Regions from separate parts of the Sus scrofa genome. Here all the other regions are linked to region 1. The links are chromatin contacts, called in public Hi-C and targeted proximity ligation maps. All regions are on one chromosome and are shown on one strand. The core of a region is the stretch at or near the end of the contact, and the rest is flanking DNA. Distances in the headings are between cores, read along the strand shown. Region 1 overlaps LOC106510390 (a long non-coding RNA gene). Region 2 overlaps LOC110260771 (a long non-coding RNA gene). Region 3 overlaps LOC106510390 (a long non-coding RNA gene). Region 4 has its middle 52 kb from the start of SLC38A4. Region 5 overlaps LOC106510390 (a long non-coding RNA gene).

What was found. A called contact is a pair of places that touch in the nucleus more often than the background predicts.
Region 2: a contact with region 1 is called in a targeted proximity ligation map of skeletal muscle. A contact is called at or near these places in 1 of 47 Hi-C or Micro-C datasets (skeletal muscle) and 1 of 2 datasets of targeted methods (skeletal muscle).
Region 3: a targeted proximity ligation map of skeletal muscle shows a contact between it and region 1. A contact is called at or near these places in 2 of 47 Hi-C or Micro-C datasets (embryonic fibroblasts and liver) and 1 of 2 datasets of targeted methods (skeletal muscle).
Region 4: a contact with region 1 is called in a Hi-C map of omental adipose tissue, with 3 times the contacts expected there. A contact is called at or near these places in 1 of 5 promoter capture datasets (liver), 21 of 47 Hi-C or Micro-C datasets (alveolar macrophages, brain, embryonic fibroblasts and 13 more) and 1 of 2 datasets of targeted methods (skeletal muscle).
Region 5: a targeted proximity ligation map of skeletal muscle shows a contact between it and region 1, with 6 times the contacts expected there. A contact is called at or near these places in 5 of 47 Hi-C or Micro-C datasets (embryonic fibroblasts, epiblast stem cells, liver and 1 more) and 2 of 2 datasets of targeted methods (alveolar macrophages and skeletal muscle).

What each region holds. Positions count from the first base shown.
Region 1 is chr5:77,367,508-77,370,207 of Sscrofa11.1, reverse strand. All of the region lies in intron 6 of LOC106510390 (a long non-coding RNA gene), which reads right to left. Among named protein-coding and RNA genes, the nearest start is that of SLC38A4, 120 kb to the left of the region's middle.
Region 2 is chr5:77,520,809-77,523,550 of Sscrofa11.1, reverse strand. The region is part of intron 1 of LOC110260771 (a long non-coding RNA gene); the gene reads left to right. Among named protein-coding and RNA genes, the nearest start is that of SLC38A4, 33 kb to the right of the region's middle.
Region 3 is chr5:77,225,444-77,228,143 of Sscrofa11.1, reverse strand. The region is part of intron 1 of LOC106510390 (a long non-coding RNA gene); the gene reads right to left. All of the region lies in intron 1 of LOC102160630 (a long non-coding RNA gene), which reads left to right. Among named protein-coding and RNA genes, the nearest start is that of SLC38A2, 100 kb to the right of the region's middle.
Region 4 is chr5:77,540,615-77,543,314 of Sscrofa11.1, reverse strand. No RefSeq gene overlaps it. Among named protein-coding and RNA genes, the nearest start is that of SLC38A4, 52 kb to the right of the region's middle.
Region 5 is chr5:77,193,494-77,196,193 of Sscrofa11.1, reverse strand. All of the region lies in intron 1 of LOC106510390 (a long non-coding RNA gene), which reads right to left. The region is part of intron 1 of LOC102160630 (a long non-coding RNA gene); the gene reads left to right. Among named protein-coding and RNA genes, the nearest start is that of SLC38A2, 69 kb to the right of the region's middle.

The DNA.
Region 1 (2,700 bases), core at 123-2,622:
CAGCAAGTCTTCACTTCTATAGCGATTAAACAAAGCAATAGGTAAGCATAAAATCCAAGCAAAAAGAGTACAAGTTTAGAAGATAGATTGAATGAGAGCTGTACATCTGCTGGGGTTTTTTTTCATTTCAAGTTAGCCAAGAGGAATTGCTCCCCTCAAGTCTACCAAAGGCTAAATATAAGTACTGGTTATGAGAAGCAACTAAATATCAGTATATTCTAAGTCCCACTTTACTTTGTTTCTAACTTATTTGTGCATCTGTGTTATCCCTCCTAATAGCTCCCAAAGGCAGGGATAGTCATCTTTCTCTTGCATCTTCTATTGCATCCAGCAAGTGCTGAAAATATAAGCAGTCAATAAATATCCACTAAGGAAACACTTCAGCACTGCAATGTCTCAATTCAAACAGGTATAATGCAAGCAGCTTTGGCCAAAGATGTTAAGAGGAACCTGAAGAGCTCTTAATTCTAATTCACCTTCATTGATCCTAAGCACCAGAATTACATCCCTATAATGCCTAGCTAAACTGGTCTTCCCAGTTTATAGTATGGCTGGCTTGAAAGTGTAGTTTTAATTCATATTTTATAGACTTTTGGTCTCAGCTACTCACGTAGGACTTCAGTCTCACAAAAATCCCTATCACCACACAAGTATTTTTTAGCATCTCCAGTAGGTGGCTCACCTATGCTTGGTAACAAATCCAGTCCTGCTGCCCTTCTCCCAGGGCATCTCAAAGCCAAGACCATGCTCAGTGGGTGTTGTCCTCTCTTCCCAGAGAGGGGATACTTATGTTTCAAGAGTGTTCTCTTGGAAAAGAGGCAGATCATCTCTGTCTCCTTTAGGGTCATGAGCTATTAAAGACCTATGCAGGCCAAGCTGCCTGTGTGCTGTCTTTGATTTTAGAAAAATCGCCCTTTCAACCTTTACTCTGTCTCCTTCTCACAATAGTATCTGGGTATCCATCCTCTGGAGGTTGGGCTTAAAGACAAATCCCAAAAAGGCACTCAGTGATGTCATGGAAATTTCCCCTCCCTATGCATGCAATAGGGACCCTGAAAAAAAAGCCTCTTTCGAACTTTTTAACAAAAACTTTCTTTGGTGTCACCAAACAAGCCACCTAAATTAGTTAAACTGATAGCCCTTCAGTATACAGCTGGATGGGGCAACTTGATCTCAAATTAGCAGTTTCAATTTGGGTGTTTTGTTCGAACTAGAAGAATGACGGCCTTTTGCTTCTGGCAGGTTTCTTGGGTCAGGAGGGCTTAGAGTCTGAATGCCTGGTTACTCGAGCTGGCCCCCAGTTAGAGAAATGGAAGGTCATTTTTCTGGACAACAGGCAGCATTCGGACTGGGCTGCCCTTGCTGCACTTTGCTGAGTCACTTCAGAGGCAGCAGCATCCAATTGCTTAGATTTTGCTTATACCTTCTAAGTCTGTGCTTTCTGGGTAAAAGCCCACACTCATTTGGACCTGCCCCTAGTTTTTTATTCTTATAAAAAATTAGTCCTTATTCAGAGTAAAACACCCTTTGTTACTGTATCTTCTTTGCCTGACCTCTCCCAGGAGGCTCTTCAGCCCCATGGAAACTTTGATAAGCTTAGCAGGCATGTCCCAGCATGAGTAGAGTTCAGGAGTGGGCAGAGTTTATACAAAGCTATGATTCTCTCCTCGATGAGTTAAAATACCATAAAAGGGAATGCTTTGTTTATTTCGAATTGATTTCCTACCAACTATTAAATCTCAAAAGCACCCTTCTAAGATATCATTTTGTGTTAGAAATACATTAAAAATCAAAGATAGTACAAGCATCAGAGAAGAAGGTGTTATAAAATTGTTATAAAGTTTCCTCTGATAATGTAAGGATTATTCTATGATAATATAGGTTTCTGCCTCATTTTTGGCAATGCTTATTTTTCAGTAAAGTAATATCTGCTGTGGGCAATATTTCATGATAGAGACAATGGATGAAACAGTTATTTATATGGTTTTGAAATTGCTTACACAGATGTTTATATTGTAAGTTATATATGGTTTTTGAATGGAAGCATGTAGTGACTTAGGTAAATGTGGATCCTGTGTTGAAATAATGAAAGACTTGAGAAGGATAATTGAAGCCATGTTCACAGAGTTGTATATATGAAGCCACATACATCGTCCTTATTTTTAATATTGTTTAGTGTTCTAGAATGATAGCAGATCATTTTGTGTTGTAGTGGGTTAGGATATTATAGCAAATTATACAAATACATCTATCAACACCAGTAAGTTAAGAAATTAAGTGAGAATTAGGTACGGTAAGTATTCAAGAGAGGGCTGTTATGAAATTTCTCCTTAAGAGATTAGTTTGGTTGATTTTTTTTTTTTTTTTTTTGCTTTTTCAGGGCTGTACCTGGGGCATATGGAAATTTCCAGGCTAGGGGTCAAATCAGATCTGTATCTGCCTGCCACAGCCACAGCAACTCTGGATCCAAGCTGCATCTGCAACCCACACCACAGCTCACAGAAACTCTGGATCCTTAACCCACTGAGCGAGGCCAGGGGTTGAACCTGCATCCTCATGGATACTAGTCACGTTCGTAACCCACTGAGCCACAACAGGAACTCCTACAATTTTTTATTTTAACTTGTTTTTAAGTTGGATTTTTTGAGCCCAAGTCAAATGAGTTGACCCTCTACCCCCCTCTACTGGAACATATTGGAA
Region 2 (2,742 bases), core at 226-2,725, 150 kb before region 1:
ACTCTATGTAGGTGGCTATTGGACTTAATGAAACGTAGCTTCCACATCACTCAGCTTATCTCCTACTTTTAAAATAGGCAATGGAGAATAACTAGCTAAGAGCAAGGTCTTTGGAATCAGATCCCCTGCATTTGCATTTCAGCTCTGCCACCTCGTTAGCTATGTGACTCTAGGCATGTTATTGACCCTCTCTGTGTATATACCAAGAGTTTTCGGCTCAGAGAGCTGTTATGAAAATTAACTATGTTATCATAACTGATGTACTTAGAACAGTCTAGCACATATTATGTACCACTGTCACTTTCTCATTGATTCTTTGCTCATATATTCTAAAGAGTTCCTTGAATTTATCTTCCATATCATCAGCTTTTCCAGGTGTCTAGTTATTTTGACCACTTATTAATTTTTTCATTCAGGCAAATGTACTTTTAATTTCAATAAATTCTCTCCAATTTTCTGATTGCTCTATTTTCATAGCAGATGGTTCTTTTTTTTTTTTTGGCAGCAAAATCATCTAAATTCTAATATTAATTTTTTTTTAAAGTGTAAGTCCTTGTTGGTTCACCAAGTTATGTCCTTTTCCCTAGGGTTAGTATTTCTTCTGTTTATCTTGGCCTTTCTCTTCCATGGTGTCAATTTTCCTTAAAGGCCTAGTAACCCCTGGTTTCCTTTGTATGTTTATGAATATTGATCAGTACACATACTGGGCTTGGTTTCCTTTGTAATTGTGTTCAATCTGGCTTTATAGCAGTCAAGAGTCCAAACAGAAAAGCAAAAACCACACTAGGCTTTTTAAACATGAATACAGATCAAATTGAATACAGAGACTCTTTGCATGATTGCTGAAAATTCTGGAGAAGCAAAAGATAAGATCAAGTCATTTGAAGATGAATAGCTATAGGGAACTGCGACCATCTCTGGGCTAAAGAGGAAAAACTTTACCCAAAGGCCAGGTCAGATGTGCTGCTAGGGCTCTTGCTACTGAAGCCCAGTTGCCTGAACAGGAACCTAGTAATTTGATCTAAATGGTTGGGATTGGGGTCTACAGACATAAATGCCTTCGAGGGTTTGGCATGCCCTATAGACGATGAAGCAGGTGGGCCAGTGGTCATGAAACAGCAAGGGTGGTACTATGGTTAGCTGGAGAATGCACATCTGGCTAGAAAGCATTTGCATGAAATTTTTACAAAATATTGTGCTAACATGAGTTTGCTATTTTTCTTGGAGTTGATATGAGCCACTTGTATCTTACTTTAACATTTCGTTATAATCATTTATCATCTCACGATTTGGGTTACGCTGTTCTAAACATCCAGTTGTTTTTTGTCCAGTGATTTTGAGGGTAGAGGAAAACGATTCTGTTCCTTTAAATACTTTGTAGTCTTTTTGTAGCTCTGACAAACAGGAGCTGAAGCATCATTATGAGTTGGATGCTCTCCAGATATGACTATCACTTTTCAGACCATAAAAGGAGCGATAGGATCCTTGGCAAATGGACCAGAACTGACTGAACCTCCGAGGGACTGACTCTATGCTGACTGGCACAGCAAGAAAAGGAAACAACGGAAAACAAAGTGGACCCATCATATGATTGCTTGAATTTCTTCCACATACTATTACATTGATGAGGGGAAAACGCATACAAAGACCAAGCAATTATCTTCGATACTAGAGGAAAGGAACCTAGAGGGTTTTGTGTCAAATGCATGCCAGGCACTGTACACGTGCCATTTTTCTTTTTCTCAAATCAACCACGTAAGTCAGACATGTTAGCCCATGTTATAGATGGCAACTTGAGACTTAGAGAATCGAAGTCCCTCGCCTAATCAAACAGCTAATTAACTGGCAGTTTTGCTATTCAAACGTAAATCTGTTTGACTTTAACACCTAGATTTTTCCCTCCAGAGCGTATTATCTCTTTATGAAGTCAGAAGTGAGACATTTCAGAGACCTTGGCGGCGTTCTCAACAAAGGGGCATATTTTGGGAGTTGTCAATTTCCCCCTAACAATATGTTGAAACACTTTTAAGTTTTAGACACTTGACTGGTTTAGTTGCGGGCAGAGCAGTAAATGGGTAGAGTTATTCCAACTTCACCTCCACTTAGACAGTTGTTGAGGCCAGTCAGGTGTTGAAGATCCCCTGGCAGTCTTTGCCCCATTCCACAAATAGAGCAGTGATGACTCGGGCATAGTGCTGGTATTAAACCCGTTTGCTCACACATGCACCCTGAGCTGTGGTCCCCAGTGACTTACCGCGTTTCTGAACGTGGACAGGCAGCCAGCTACTTCTAAAAATCCCAGCTAGGAATAGAAAGGAACTGAGAAACCAGATACTGCTCACCACTTCCAGCAACCTCACAGCAGCATAATGGAAAAACCAGAGCAGGCCTTCAGTAGTCAACTGAAATATTAAGTTCTGGGGTGTCAGCATTAGCCAACATGAAACGTCATTGTTCAAGGGGCAATCAACCCTATGACCCGCAGGACACGAGAGGCCTCTGGAAGCGGGGCAGTCCGTGAACACTGTATGGTTGTATCCTTTCGCACTGAAGGGCAGCATGCTGATATGTTTATGAGCATTTAATGGCACTGCCTAATACCACTGATTGGCTTAGTGTTAATCTTGGGTTTTATTCCTTCTGGGCTTTTATGATCCCTTACCTGGTTAGCTGCACCAGAACTGGCTGTGAAGGAGGCCAGTGAATGCTGCCTTCTGCATCCACGCATAAGGGACCAGAAGT
Region 3 (2,700 bases), core at 159-2,658, 140 kb after region 1:
CTGGCCGTATAGAAAAAGTACTTAACAGGACAGACTTTGAAATTAAACCCACTTAAGTTGAGTGACCTTGGGTAAGATATTGAAGCTTTTGAGCCTCTAGTTTCTTTATCTGAAAAATGAAGAAAGCAATTACATGATGGGACTGTTGTGAATATTAAAGAAGAATGGAAAGTACTTATAGTACCTGAAACAGAACTAAAAAAAAGTGCCTATCCTTGAACCCCTGCAGTGATCTCTTCCTGGTTCATTCTTTATCTCCCTCAGTTCACCTCTGCATGGCAATCAGAGAGATCTTGTTATAATAAAAATGAGAGCCCCATCACACCTCTGCTTTTAGAGGTCTCAGCATTCCTATCCTCGAACATGACACTCTTACCCTAGCCTCAGGGCCTTTGCACTTGCTGTTCCCTCTTCCTGGAGTGCTCTTCTCCAGATTTCTCAAGGTTGGCCCTTTTACATCCGTTTGCTATTAGATTACGTGCTACCATCTTAGGAAAGCCTTGTTTTTTTTTCTTTTTTGGCTGTGCCTGTGGCATGCAGACATTCCTTGGCCAAGGACTGAACCCACACCACAGCAGTGACAATGCTGGATCCTTAACCTCTAGGCCACAAGGGAACTCCTCATGGAAGGCTTCTGATGATCATTTCTTCATCCACCTCAAGCACTCTACCTATTGTTATTCCGTTTTTATTTTGTCCATAGAAAATTAGCATTTGGAATGAAAAATTCATGTACATATTTACATTTTCTGTCTGTTCTCTCCCTTCAAATGGAATGTCAATTTCTTGACGCCTTGTATATCTTATTCCCCACTATAATGCCAATGCCTGGCACATAGTAGGATCTCCATAAATAATTGCTGAACGAATGAATGAATACACATGCAAGTATATGGATTCCCTAATTAAAAATAAGATTGGAAAGTCTAAATCAAAAACATAATCCAATGAGGTTCAGTTACTCTAACCTGGATGTTTCTCTGAGGTAAGCCAATTAACCTCCCTGGCCCCCACTGTCCTTCTCATTATAAAAGAGCCAACAATTGCCACTCTCTTGCCAAAGCCAAATGTAGTAAAGAATAAATAAGATGAAATCTGGCCTTTTACAAAGAGGAAGACACTATTTAACCCGCCATAAAGATAACAGGCACAGACCAAAGCAGCAGAATCAAAACCCCCAAAGTCACATCAAGTCACCGGACTACAAATCCCCAAAATGGCCCTGAAACAATAATCAGTCAGAATTTCCGCCAAGCTGCAGCGATAGCATAAACCCCAGGATCACAATTCAGTGTGGCGGTTCCTGAAATATCATGAAAAGCAAGGCCACTCCCCAAATGGATTACTGCTCACAAAGAAAATGCAGAGTGCCTTCTGCCACAGTGTGGTCAACACCTGGTCCCAGGGTCCTGGCTTCCTCTCTCTGTGGACACCACCTATCAGTGCCCCCCGGGTGCCCAGGAGCCCCCTGCCCGAGCATTCAGCCAGCACCCTCAGAAAATCAGCTTACTCTCAGAAAATCTTTTCAAGATATACCCAACCAAACTGAAGGAAATAGCTTAGTCTGGAGCTTCCTTTTAAGCCCAGCAAATGAAAGCTGGCTTTATAAGTAGGGTATAATGACTCAGCTCAGGACAACTCTGACCTAAGCACCATCCCTCTCCAGTTACGAGCCCATTGCCAGCTGTGAAGTCTTTCTTAGAACAAGAGAATCCAGAAAGCTCATCACATTTGGAGTAGGGATTAAGAAAATGGATTTTTCTCTTTTATTACTTAGATGGCCCCAGATTATTCCTGACTTTGTCACTTACCAGTGGTGTAATGTCAGGCAAGTTATTCTAAATCCTCAGGGGCTTCAGTTTTCAATTTATAAAATGAGGATAAGAATGCCTACCTTGGTGGAGCTCCCTGTTGGCCTAGTGGGTTAAGGACCCAGCAAGGCTGGGTCACTGCTGTGGTGTAGGTTTTTTTTTTTTTTTTTTTTTTTGTTGTTATTTTGTTGTTGTTGTTGCTATTTCTTGGCCGCTCCCGCATATGAGGTTCCAGCTAGGGTCGAATCGGAGCTGTAGCCACCGCCTACACCAAGCCACAGCAACGCGGATTTGAGCCGCATCTGCAACCTACACCACAGCTCACGCAACGCCGATCGTTACCACTGAGCAAGGCAGGACCCAACCCGCAACCTCATGGTTCTAGTTGGATCGTTACCACTGCGCCACGACGGGATCTGTGGTGTAGGTTGATCCTGGCCACCAGAAACTTTCACACGCTATGGGCATGGCCAAAAAAAAAAAAAAAAAAAAAGTCTACCTTAGTGGACGTGGTAAAGGAGATAAAGGTAGAGTAAAACGCTGAGCATGCTCAATGAATCCTAGCTATTATTACTAATCAATATTATTAATCAATAGGTGATAATTAATTGTTAATAAAATATCTGAGTTCAAGTTCTTTCCTTTTTATTCATCAGCACATATTTATGGAGTATCTACTTGATGCCCAGCATTGTGTGAGGTGCTGGAGATGCACCAACAAATCTGGGAGACTGACCCCTGTCCTCGTGCCATCCGCAGACTTGTAAATAGGCAATTACAGGGGGGCAAAGGAAGTGCTACCATGGGGAAGGCTCGGAGTGCACTGAGAACATGGGCCAGGGGGTCATGGAAATCTTCTTGGAGGAAGTGATGCTTAAGCTGTATCCCG
Region 4 (2,700 bases), core at 200-2,699, 170 kb before region 1:
GTGGATCCGGGGGGGGGTCTCCTCCTTGCTTCTCCCAGTCTCCTACTCCTCACCCCTCACTAGCTGCTGTATGGGGTCCCTCCAGGGATGGAGCAAATGGAAGAAGGGAGAAGTTTTAGTGATGGTCTCTTCTAACTGTACTAGTGCCGTCACAGTCTGGGATGTGCCTCTGGTAGCAGATGCACAATTGAGGACTCGGGATATGACCCGCGCCCCTAACATCATCTTACGAGGCTCCTCACTTACACTTCTTTTGACTTGGATGAAGATGCCTCCTTGGTTGGCCACCATCAATTCCACCATCAATTCATCTTCCTGGCTCCCAGGCAGTCCACACCTATGTTGAATCCCCTTGGCCCTCCAGACCAACCTGTTTTTGGTTCAACATGTGTATCTCAGTCAGGAGACTCCTGGCCATAACCAGTGATGTACAGGAAAACAAATTAACAACCAGATTTTTTTTGGTGTGGATAGGAATCCCCAATTCGGAGCACTTCACAGTTTCTGAGTTTTAAATAGTCCCATCATGGCCACTTTCGAGCTAACAAGATGATGTCACTGGGTACAGAGTTGGGAAGAGATGTGCCCAATCAGCTCTAGTGAGCTGGCTCCAGTATCTACTGTTGCTTCAGTAAGTGACAAGTCAAACTGGCTTATGCTATAAAGGAATAGATTGGTTTATATTACAAGAAACCTGGAGGTGGGTGAGAGTTAGGGCTTTCTTATCTGTGAGTTTATGGAACTCGTAAAACAGCCAAGTTCTTTCTGGCTCCAGGAGCAATGTTGTCTTGATTTTTTTTTTTTTTTTTGTCATGCGCCAAATGTTACATTTTTTTTACCCTGAACTGGTATAATTTGAGGTAAATCTGTTGCCTTCTTTATTGCATTGTTTTAGTACTACTTAAACTTTTAAAAAATAATTTGTATTAACGTGTTGTTGATTTATAATATTCCTTCAATTTCTGCTGTATGCTAAAGTGACACAGTTTATATATATACATATATATTCTTATATATATATTCTTTTTTTTCATACTAATCTTCCATCATGTTTTAACCCAAGAGATTGGACATCGTTCCCTGTGCTGTACAGAAGGACCCCATCGTTTATCTATTCTAAATGTAATAGTTTGCATCTATCAACAAATGTTGTCTTGAGTTTGAGGCACTGTTCTTGACTTGAGTAGAGTTAGCTCATTTTGAATTTTTTCTTGGTCTGAGCTTTGGACCTTTAAAGTAACTTGGGATCAAAGACCTTATCAGTAGATTTTTCTTTAGAATTTAATTTCTCTCCTCTCCTCTTAGACTCAGAATCATTTTCAGGTGAAGAAAAAAGTTGTGCCAGACAATGTGTAAAGTCCTATCAGCTTTCAAAGAGTTATGAGCTGCTCCCACAACTTGTTTCCACATAACCTTGTTTCTATGTACACTTTTCCATGATGATCTCATCTCCTCACATGGTTTCAGTTATTGTCTCTGTGTGCAGTAGATAATTCACAAATATGTAAGTCTAGCTCTGAAATCTCTTCATGACTCTAGTACCTACGTTTCAAATTCCCAATCAACATTTTTTTCTATGGGGGTCCCAGGGACTTCAAATGCAACTCATCTAATCTGAATAAATCACTCTTCCCTTGTTCTTTCCAAGTACATAAACGAACAAGAGCTAAACTTTTCCAGAAAGGGTCAGTCACTGTTAAGGGCACCACTACTCTCCAAGGAAAAAAAAAATGACTCATCTTTTGATAATTAAGGATGATGCTCAGGTCAAAATCTGATTTAAGAAAATAAATGACTCATCGTTTAATGCACTGAGAGAGGGAAGGCATAGAGGATAAAGTGGTCTCTTATGATAAGGGTTGGAGGAGAAGGCGTAGAGAATAGGGGATGAACTTGGCTTTGAGTACCTTATTTATTTATTTATTTTTTGGCCACACCTGTGGCATATGGAAGTTCCTGTGCCAGGAATCGAACCTGTGCTACCACAGAGACAATACCAGATCCTTAATCCCACCGTGCCACAGAGGGAATTCCTGGTCATGCCAAATTTAAAGCGTGATTTTGACGTCCCAGAGAAGGTATCTGGAGACAATGATGCTCACTGGTCTGGTACTCAGGGGAGAGATCCCGGCTGGGGAGAAAGATGGACTTGACGGTACCGGTGTGGAAAAGCACACTCAGGTGGAGCAGGCAGAGTGAGGAAAGAAGAATAGTGAGGCTGATGCCCTGAGCATGATATTGAAGGAAAGACATGGAGAGAAAATATCTTCAAAAGTTGACTGAAAAAAGCAGGGAGGTCGGAAGAAAGCCAAGATAATGACATGTTCTTGAAGTCAAGGGAAGAGAAGTTTCAAGGAAAATTTCCGGTCTGGAGAGCCAACTCTTGTTGACACCTGACAGAGGGTTGAGGCCTGTGAAGTGTACTCTGGATTAGCAATAAAGAGCTTGTGGGAGATCTTCCAAATGCATTTGCAGGGGTGTGTGGGGTGCAGCCGCCAGGATGTGGTGAGCGGGAAGTGAAGACACAGATGACTATTCAGCAAATGGTGTTAGCAAAAAGGGATAACCTTTTGGGAGGAAGAATCAACACATGTTCGCTTAAATATCCATTATGTGGCCAGGGTGGAAAATAAAAACAAACAGGAAATAAATCCAAGAGCTCATCCTCCAGGAAGATGTAAGAGAAGGCTTCAACCGATA
Region 5 (2,700 bases), core at 99-2,598, 170 kb after region 1:
GCTCAGATTCTGCATTGCTGTGGCTGTGGTATAGGCCAGCAGCTGTGGCTCAGATTCGACCCCTAGCCTGGGAACTTCCATATGCTGCAGGTACAGCCCTAAAAAAAATTTTTTAAATAGGTTTCAGAGATTAAAAAGAGAGAGCAGAATTCCTGAATCCCAGGCATGGATGGATGATTCTGTCTCCCCTCTTTTACTGTGACACACGTGACCAAAAGGCTATGGCAGCCTTTTCCCCACGTCTCATAAGAGTTGGCATTGAAGAGGTCACACTGTCTGTCCCTAGCCACCTTAAGTTTTAAAGGAAGCACTCAGAGTTCCTGTCGTGGCGCAGGGGAAACAAATCTGACTAGGAACCATGAGGTTGCAGGTTCGATCCCTGGCTTCGCTCAGTGGGTTAAGGATCCAGCATTGCCATGAGCTGTGGTGTAGGTTGAAGACGCGGCTTGGATCTGACGTTGCTGTGGCTGTGGTGTAGGCTGGTGGCTACAGCTCTGATTAGACCCCTAGCCTAGGAACCTCCATATGCCGCAGGTGCGGCCCTGAAAAGACAAAAAATAAATAAACAAATAAATAAAGGGAGCATTCTGAGGCCCATAGAGTTGAAGGGACTTGCCTTAAACCACACAGCTAGTAAGAGAGGCCTCCTTCCCAGACACTGCACTGCTCCATTCATGCTCCATCCCAGAGCCACTGGAACAGACTCACTCATTCAGCAAAAATGTCCTGAGAACCTGCTAGCAGGGGAAGTCCCAGACAGAAGGCCAATTCTCATCTGCTAAAAAAAAAAAAAAAAAAAAAAAAAAAAAAAAAAAAAAAAATTCCTTTCTCCCCTCAAAGGGAAAAAAAAAAAGATCAAAGTCAAAATGAACAGGGTCATAGGTCAGGACAAGATTTAGAGAGGCCTGAAGTTTAGGCAGACCTGGATGCATAGCCTGACTCTACGCTTTGCTAATGTGTGACCTTGGGCTTCTGCATCCTACTCTGTAAAACTGTGAAAATTCCTCAGAAGTGGTTTGTGAGGATGAAAGGAGATGGCGCTTTTTTGTTTGTTTTTTGTTTTTTGGTATTTTTAAATAACATAGTGTCTGGACACAGTAAGAGGGTGACGAAGTGGTCCCAGGTAGCACTACCACTGACTGAGCCAGGCTGGGAAAGAAAGAATATTTTTGTTCCCTTTTCCTTCATTCTCCCCTCAGACAGCCTAAGGGTGCTCTACTCTTGCCCCTGCCGTCTGCACCACATCAAGGCGGAGAGTTCCTTGCGTGTTACAAACGGCTTGCAAGGCCTCACTTCCTGGGTTCTGCATGCAGGGCTTCCTAACTCTAACTCTCTCTCTCTCTCTCTTCCTCTCTCTCGCTCTCTGGCTTTTCACTAAACCACGGCTTTTAAACTCCTCCAAGTCTGTGACTCATCCACTAGTCCAAACTTGCACACATTCCTACAAGAAAGAACTCAGAACTCTGCCTATTAAATTTCCAGTTACTAATAAGACATCAGATTAGACATTCAGCTGAGAATGGCTGAAAAGCAAAACACAAGTGTATTGAGAGCTCCCCCCAATACACCCTTTATTCTTGGCCTCTGTGAGTCCTTTAATCCATAACAAACAACGCAAAGTGCTACATGAAAGGTGACAGGGGCGGGATCCCCAGTGCTCCTGGAAGAGTTGGGATAAGCGCTGGCAAACACAGAGTGAGGAGCATGGAAATGCCAAGGCAGTCAGGGCTATATAAAGACAGATGCGTCAGTGTTCAGAACAGGGAACATCTATAAGACCCAGGGGTTAGCAGAATGACGGTGGAGAGTGAAGCAAGACAGCACCTGTTTGGAAAGGCTTCAAGGAAAAGAGTTCTGAAGGGCAGTGGGGTGACAGGCGGACCTCAGAGGTGACAAGAGGGAGCAGAGCGCAGAGGGCAAGGCGATAACAGAAAGAAAAAGGGAGCAAAGAGCAAAAGTGAGGGTATTTGCAAACTTCACCAGAACACCTTGCTGCCCACGTGAGCAAAGAGAACCGGAGAGCTGAATACATCTGATTAGAAGCAGAGGTAATTGTTGCCCACTCTTCCCCTTACAGGCTTATCTGTATGAATCAAGTCATGAATTCGCTTCCTCCTTAGCATTGATCACAAATGGGAATGCCCCAGACCCAAAGGCAAATAAATAACTTCAAAACCCTAGGAGTGAATTATTAGCCTCGCCTGGATCACTGAAAAGGAGAAACATCTAGGGGTCATGGCCAAACTTTTTTTTCCACTACAGACCTATCTATAAATTTTAAAACATGAATTTCCATAAACGGTTTGGTTAACCTGTCTTATCACACATGACGGCAAGTTTTTAATGACTAGAAGGTTTACGTTTTTGCTGTGTGAACAACGATGTCTAATCCAGCAGCACCGTGTTGCTAGTGGAGACTTTTATAAATACTCGTTGACTCAGCTGCTCATGCTCTTGACTCAGGTCATATCCGTTTCGAGAAACCTTGATTTGATCAACCACGAAGGCCCAGGGGGCCACATGGGTGACAATTTATATAATAAAATAATATCCTCTTTAACGAGAGCATTCAAGGTGACAAGCACAATTCTAGCACCTTACTCATCATTTCCAATTCTTGATGATTAAGGAATCTCACCCTGTGATAAAGCCGATGTCCTTCCAGATGAGAAAACAGGGGCCTAGAGAAGAGAAGCAATG